Regions from separate parts of the Arachis hypogaea genome. Here region 1 is linked to region 2. The links are chromatin contacts, called in public Hi-C maps. All regions are on one chromosome and are shown on one strand. The core of a region is the stretch at or near the end of the contact, and the rest is flanking DNA. Distances in the headings are between cores, read along the strand shown.

What was found. Hi-C and Micro-C count contacts between places; a contact is called where the count stands out from the background.
Region 1: a contact with region 2 is called in a Hi-C map of an unstated tissue, with 6 times the contacts expected there. The contact joins the promoter of LOC112722505 here to the promoter of LOC112724037 in region 2. A contact is called at or near these places in 3 of 8 Hi-C or Micro-C datasets (leaf and an unstated tissue).

Annotation. Positions count from the first base shown.
Region 1 is chr11:124,514,013-124,516,916 of arahy.Tifrunner.gnm2.J5K5, reverse strand. LOC112722505 (GDSL esterase/lipase At1g74460) reads right to left here and starts at 1,506. Exons shown (of 5, transcript XM_025773561.3): 1 at 1,221-1,506; 2 at 909-1,039; 3 at 564-803; 4 at 1-219. The coding sequence starts at 1,500.
Region 2 is chr11:124,240,139-124,243,034 of arahy.Tifrunner.gnm2.J5K5, reverse strand. LOC112724037 reads right to left here and starts at 1,290. Exons shown (of 2, transcript XM_025775340.3): 1 at 745-1,290; 2 at 1-608. The coding sequence starts at 1,155. The coding sequence ends at 312.

The DNA of each region.
Region 1 (2,904 bases), core at 257-2,756, 270 kb before region 2:
AACAACATCATATGCATCTCCAAATACATATTTTGCACCAGGAAGCTGCTGCCCCAACTCATCTACCACCTTGCTTGTTGCTTTATTAAAAGAAAGAGCCAATTTGTTTGCCTTCTCTCTACAGTTTCCACTTGTTGTTAGCACCCTTTGAAGGGGAATGCAGCCCATTGGGCCCAGCCCAAATACCATTAGTTCCCTTGCTCCTAACCCATGAAGCAACTACAAAAAAAAAATGGGCTTTAAGCCCCGTCAAATCATCAAAAAGTTACAAAAAAAATTCGAGATGTATTATTTGTATCAAAAATTCAATTCCTATGCTAAATTCAGCTATTAAAATCAGCAAACAATATATTTATATATAAATACATGTGTAGTTTAATTTGTTTTTAATTTATATTTGTATTCTAATATATATTTTATATTAGTGCTGATTTTAATGGCTGATTTTAGTATATATGTAGCATAGTCGTATTTGTATTTAGTTATACCTCATATATAAAGAAATTGTTTTTTTTTTTTCCTGTTCGAATAATAATTAAAGTAAATTAATTAATAAAATAAACCTTGAGTTGGTCTCTGAGTGTTCCTATCAAGTAGTCCATGAAAGTGTCATCATTGTAAGTCCATGAATCACTGTAAACAGGCATTAAGTAATTGTTGATAAAATCGTTGCTCCCTAACGCAACAACATATCTAGCTTCCTGAAAAAACTTTTGTGCCGCACTGTTTCCAATTTTGGCCTCAATTAGTTCTTGTGTCCCCTGAAATAGCTCAATTTGCTTGTACAGAGAAAACCTCTGGATCTGTAAACATGCACAATTATCTTATAAATGTGCTTTTTAAATGGCTAAAATATATAACAAAACACGCACTATATCAATAAAATGCAAGTTAACATTGGAACTCACAAAATACTGCCCAGTTTCATTCAAAATGCCACCACCACCAGAAGCATAGTTCGCTCCATTTTCTAGAATAATTTCTGGGGTTAAAGATGGGTCTAGGAATGCTGGAGGCCTAGGGAGGCCAGTATTGTCGCCTAAATGTGTATAATTCGGTCAGCAAATATTTTTTTAATAAATTTATTATAGAAATTTTAAAGTGGCAAATATTTTGAATAATAGAAAAAAAATGAAATTATTAGAAGTATAGTCATTCATATGCCTTTTTGGGTCCATTTAAATTATTGGGAGAAATGATATTATGACAGAAATAATTACCTATAATATCTGCAACGGTGCGGCCGTTAGTAAACCTTCCGTTGGGTAATCCGTTACCAAAATCAATACCATACCAAGGGAGGCTGGCCTGAGCAAGGCTTCTATTGAGGCGTTTGTTGTTTCCAACATCAGAGAGGGAGTCACCAAATATGAACTGCACAATCTTGCAATCACACCCTCTAATTATCCCATTTCCCAAAATGGTCCCTGCTAGAACAACAACTAGTGCCAGATTATTCAACTTCATGTTTAATTTGTGTACCAAGTTACACTCACACATGACCTCTATGTTTGGTTTTTATAATATGCTGAGAATGTTATGTTCTAAGTTACAGAGGGGGCGCTGCGCTGAAGTATAATTGTTTGATATACCAACTATTATTGCTTATTCAAACCTAATGCAACTACCTTATATTTTGTTACAATAAGTATAAGATCACAAATGTGAATGTTTGATTAAGTCCAGAGAATTTGTTCTAATTGAGATTTTGTCATGAGGAATTGGAATTGGAGGAATAGAGAGAGGTGGCCCTTTAATTCGATTTCTCAACAAACCACGTTTCCATGGGTTGTGTTATTCACTTATTCTAGTAAGTTCACCAAACTGGAAAGTTCTCTCCCTCTAAATTCTCCCAAAATCTCAAAACCCACCATACTAACCAACTAGGGGTTCTTAAGTAATCGAAGAGAGCCAGCAACATAAATTTATTATTTATGTTATCGTTTTAGAATTTTTCTTGATAAACTATCTTTATTAATTATTTTAGTCATACTTTTAACCAGACGAATGACATAGACTAGAAAAAGAAATACAAGTATTAACTTAGTAAGAGTAAATATTTAAATTGGTTGTCAAGTACATACTTAAATTTGGGATAAAAAATACTATGTATACATTAAAAATCAATTACTAAATTAATCATTATGAATAAATATATGTAGTATTTAGGTTGTTTTTAATATATATTTTTTATTTTAATATATATTCTATACAAATGAGTAATTTAGTGGTTAATTTTTTTTTTTGTATACACTTAGCATAATTGTTTTGGATTAAACACTTTGATCCGCAATAAATTTTTATTATTCTGAGATGAACTAATTTGTCTTAATTGGCACTGAATTACCTTATAATAAAATTTATTATGCACTAATTTATTCAATGCATATATTAAATATTTTATTAAAAATAATAAAAAAACCAATTTGTCTTACAAAAATAATTTTCAAGACCTTCCAAAATAATGAAATAACCTATTATTAGAGTTAACAAATAAATGAGCAAGTTTGCTTTTTTACTTTTTATAAAAATTTAATTTTAATATCCTAAGAATTAAAAAAAAAAATTTACGCAATCATCAAATCATCTATTTTCGCATCAGCAAAAGTATGAAAAGAAACAAAATTCTTCTTTTTTAATTTGAAGTTAATAAAAATGGCTAGAGATTACAAGTAATATAAATGGAGCATGATAAAATTTTAAGAAAATTAAAGAATATTATAGAACTTAAACTTGGTCTAAAATCAAGTATGTTCTTATCAAGTTGGAAGACTGATGAAACTACTTGGCAAGTTGGACCAAGTTGTCCAACTTGCATAGTTAAAAGTTATAGTCAAAGATTGCAACTTGATAAAGATGAATGTGAAAGAAACCAATTTGGGTTGGTCGAGTGGTCAGCTCACT
Region 2 (2,896 bases), core at 41-2,540:
ACCTTGCTCCAGTTGTCAAATCTAAAAAAATAACTAGAATTTTTCAAAGAAAAATGATACTGTTCCAATTTGCCAGCCATTCAAAAGGTCTACTAGCATTGGGAATATGATACAAATGGAAGTTGACAGTAACAAAAAACAAAATTTGGTTGAACTTGGGTAAAGTAAGGCATCAGTTTAGAAAGGAATATGAGTATCAAATGTAATAGAGAGTAAAAAATCTGGGTAGTGCAGTTTTACAGTTAAGAGGAAGTATGGAAGAAGTTGGTGAAGTATGCACAACACAGCGAAGAGTGAAGATCTCTGAGAAATCAGTTTCCTGATCCGGCAGCGGCAGGCCCTCCCTGTTTGGAGTACTTACTTCTGCTGCGTAAATAGGTGTCCACTCCAGGTTGCGGAAGCATCTCATCCGGCAATGGAAGAATAGTATCCACACATTTGCGGAAGCAAAAATCTTCCACAGATTCATCCTCCCTGATGAGGAAGAAGCACCTGCCCATCCACGTGGGGTGCATGCGCACTTGGAAGGAGCGGACTCCCCCGCCTATCTTCCGAACAGCATGCTTGTCTCCCTTCTTCACCAATTCCAGCAACATTTCATGTTCATACTGCCACACAATCATTTTATGCCAATTCAATCACAGATAACTCAATCAAGATTATAATAAATATGCATAGACATTAATAATCCATTTTGTTCTTATCATTGGGGCTAATTAAGAAAAGAGGAATTGGGAATTGAACCTTGTTGACGTTGAGATTAAGGGGCCAGGTATGAAGAAAGTTGTAGAAGTAATCGTACATGTCCACCGAAGAATCGAAGGTCCTGTAACTCAGTTTCACTGGACCGGTTGGTATATCCTTGTTCGCCTCCTCCTTCTTCTTTTTCTTCTCCTTCTTGTCTTCACTTTGTTCATCAACTTTGGCTTTCCCCTTTCTGTCATCTACCTTCTGCTTCTTGGAATCAGTAGGTTTGTCGTCACCTGACTGGACCTTATCATCTTCCTCGAGACCACGACTCTGTTTAGACTTGTCGTCCGCTTTGTCCTCTGGTTTGGGGCTGTCCACGTCCATTTCTTCAGCGGAGGAGGAGGAGGAGGAGGAGGATGTGTTTTTCTCCGGGAGCTGTTCTTCCGGTGCGGTGGTTTCCGCCATGGTTGAGGGTTCTGGTTCTTGAGGTTTAAGCTAAACCCTAACTAAATTTCTTGCAGTTTTCTTGTTTTCTTTATTTCAGACACATTGAAAAAAGTCAAGGCTCTAACTCTTCACTCTTCAAGTGATTTTCCTACTACTACAAGACTCTAGCTTTTTGGTCATTCATACAGACTCTATCAGCTTGTTGCGGATAATACGGCCCCGTTTGGCCCATTTCAAATTACCTAGGCCCAATGATAAACACCAGAATTTCTACCTTAACCAACAAGAATTTTTGCTCCATCTATTCATTTCATATTGTATCATCACATCAGTAATAATGTTAGGAAGAGAGAGGAGTTAACTGAAAGAATGTGAATTTTTTAAATTTGATTTTAAATAATAAAAATGATTTATATGTTTTATATGTAAATAAAAGCTCTTTTTTACTGCAACTCTCCTTTACCGCACTTACCAAAATTCTTTAACACACATTTTCTTTTGACGTTACAAACATTTTAATTCTACACAAGATTAGAACAAAATATTCTATGAAAAAATCTACGGGTTAGCATTTTTATTTAGATTTGGCCAGCGTTTAATCAGGAAAAAAAATAATGAGGTACACTATTAAAAATACTAATAATAATTAATTAATGATTACAAATCACAAAATTTACTGATTCCTTAGTACTTTTCATATTTTATTTCTGGTACCTACTTTTTTAGAGGTCTTCCCCCCTCCCCCCTTTCTTTCTCCTTTTGTTCAAGGTGTTGAAATCATAGAAGAAAAAGGAAAAAAATTGTGGATGATTTTTGAGACAAAAAAATTACTGAATTGAAAAATTATTTTGGGAATGAAGTCATAAATGTTGATTTTCATTAAAAATGTCATATTGTTATTAAAATAATGTGAACCAATGTACATGTTATTCGGCAAGAATATAAATGCATACTTATTTGTATGATTAACTACTTGTTGGGATTTTGATATAAAGTTTTACATTCTACTTTTCTTTTTTTTTCTTTTTTTTTTCTTTTTTTTATGAACTTTAAATACTACTATATATTATATAAACTTTTCTTCATGAAATGACTTGCTTAACCCTGTCTCCCCTACTCCCCTTCTGGTTATGCCATTACCAATCGCGGGTAACCCCCGGCCGTTAGTGGTTTAAGAAAGGCTCTAACCTAATAAGATAAAAACGATTATCCTTATGACCAAACAGTGATAGTTTTACGATCCTGACCAACAACTTGTTGGGAGTAGGGGCATCCAAGATTGCCAACCCAGACATTATAACTGAACGTCCTGCCTACTTGTAGGCTTAGGGTAGTCCTTGAATTCTTCTTTTATTGGCTTGGGACATGACATAATCACCAAACTTTAGTACCTATTAACACTGGTTAAGTGGTTATAGATTATAGTTATAATCCAGAGTTGTGAAATTTCTTCTGTGAGTTCTGTCTATATAATATATCACTACTCTAATTATTTGTACAGGTACTAAAGTATGTCTATTCATGATCAAGTAAGGCTAGCAATGGGTAGGGTAGGGTAGGGTTTGGACTCTACTCTAATCCTACTCGCGGGTTAAAAATTTTATTAAAACTCTATCCTACCTTATTCTATTGGTGGGTTGAAAATCTCTCAACCCTAACTCTACCCTATCCGGAGAAATATCAAATTTTTTCAAGGTACAAAGATTGAATATAAAAATATTTATTAAAATTTTTATATTTAATAACTGATTTTTTATGT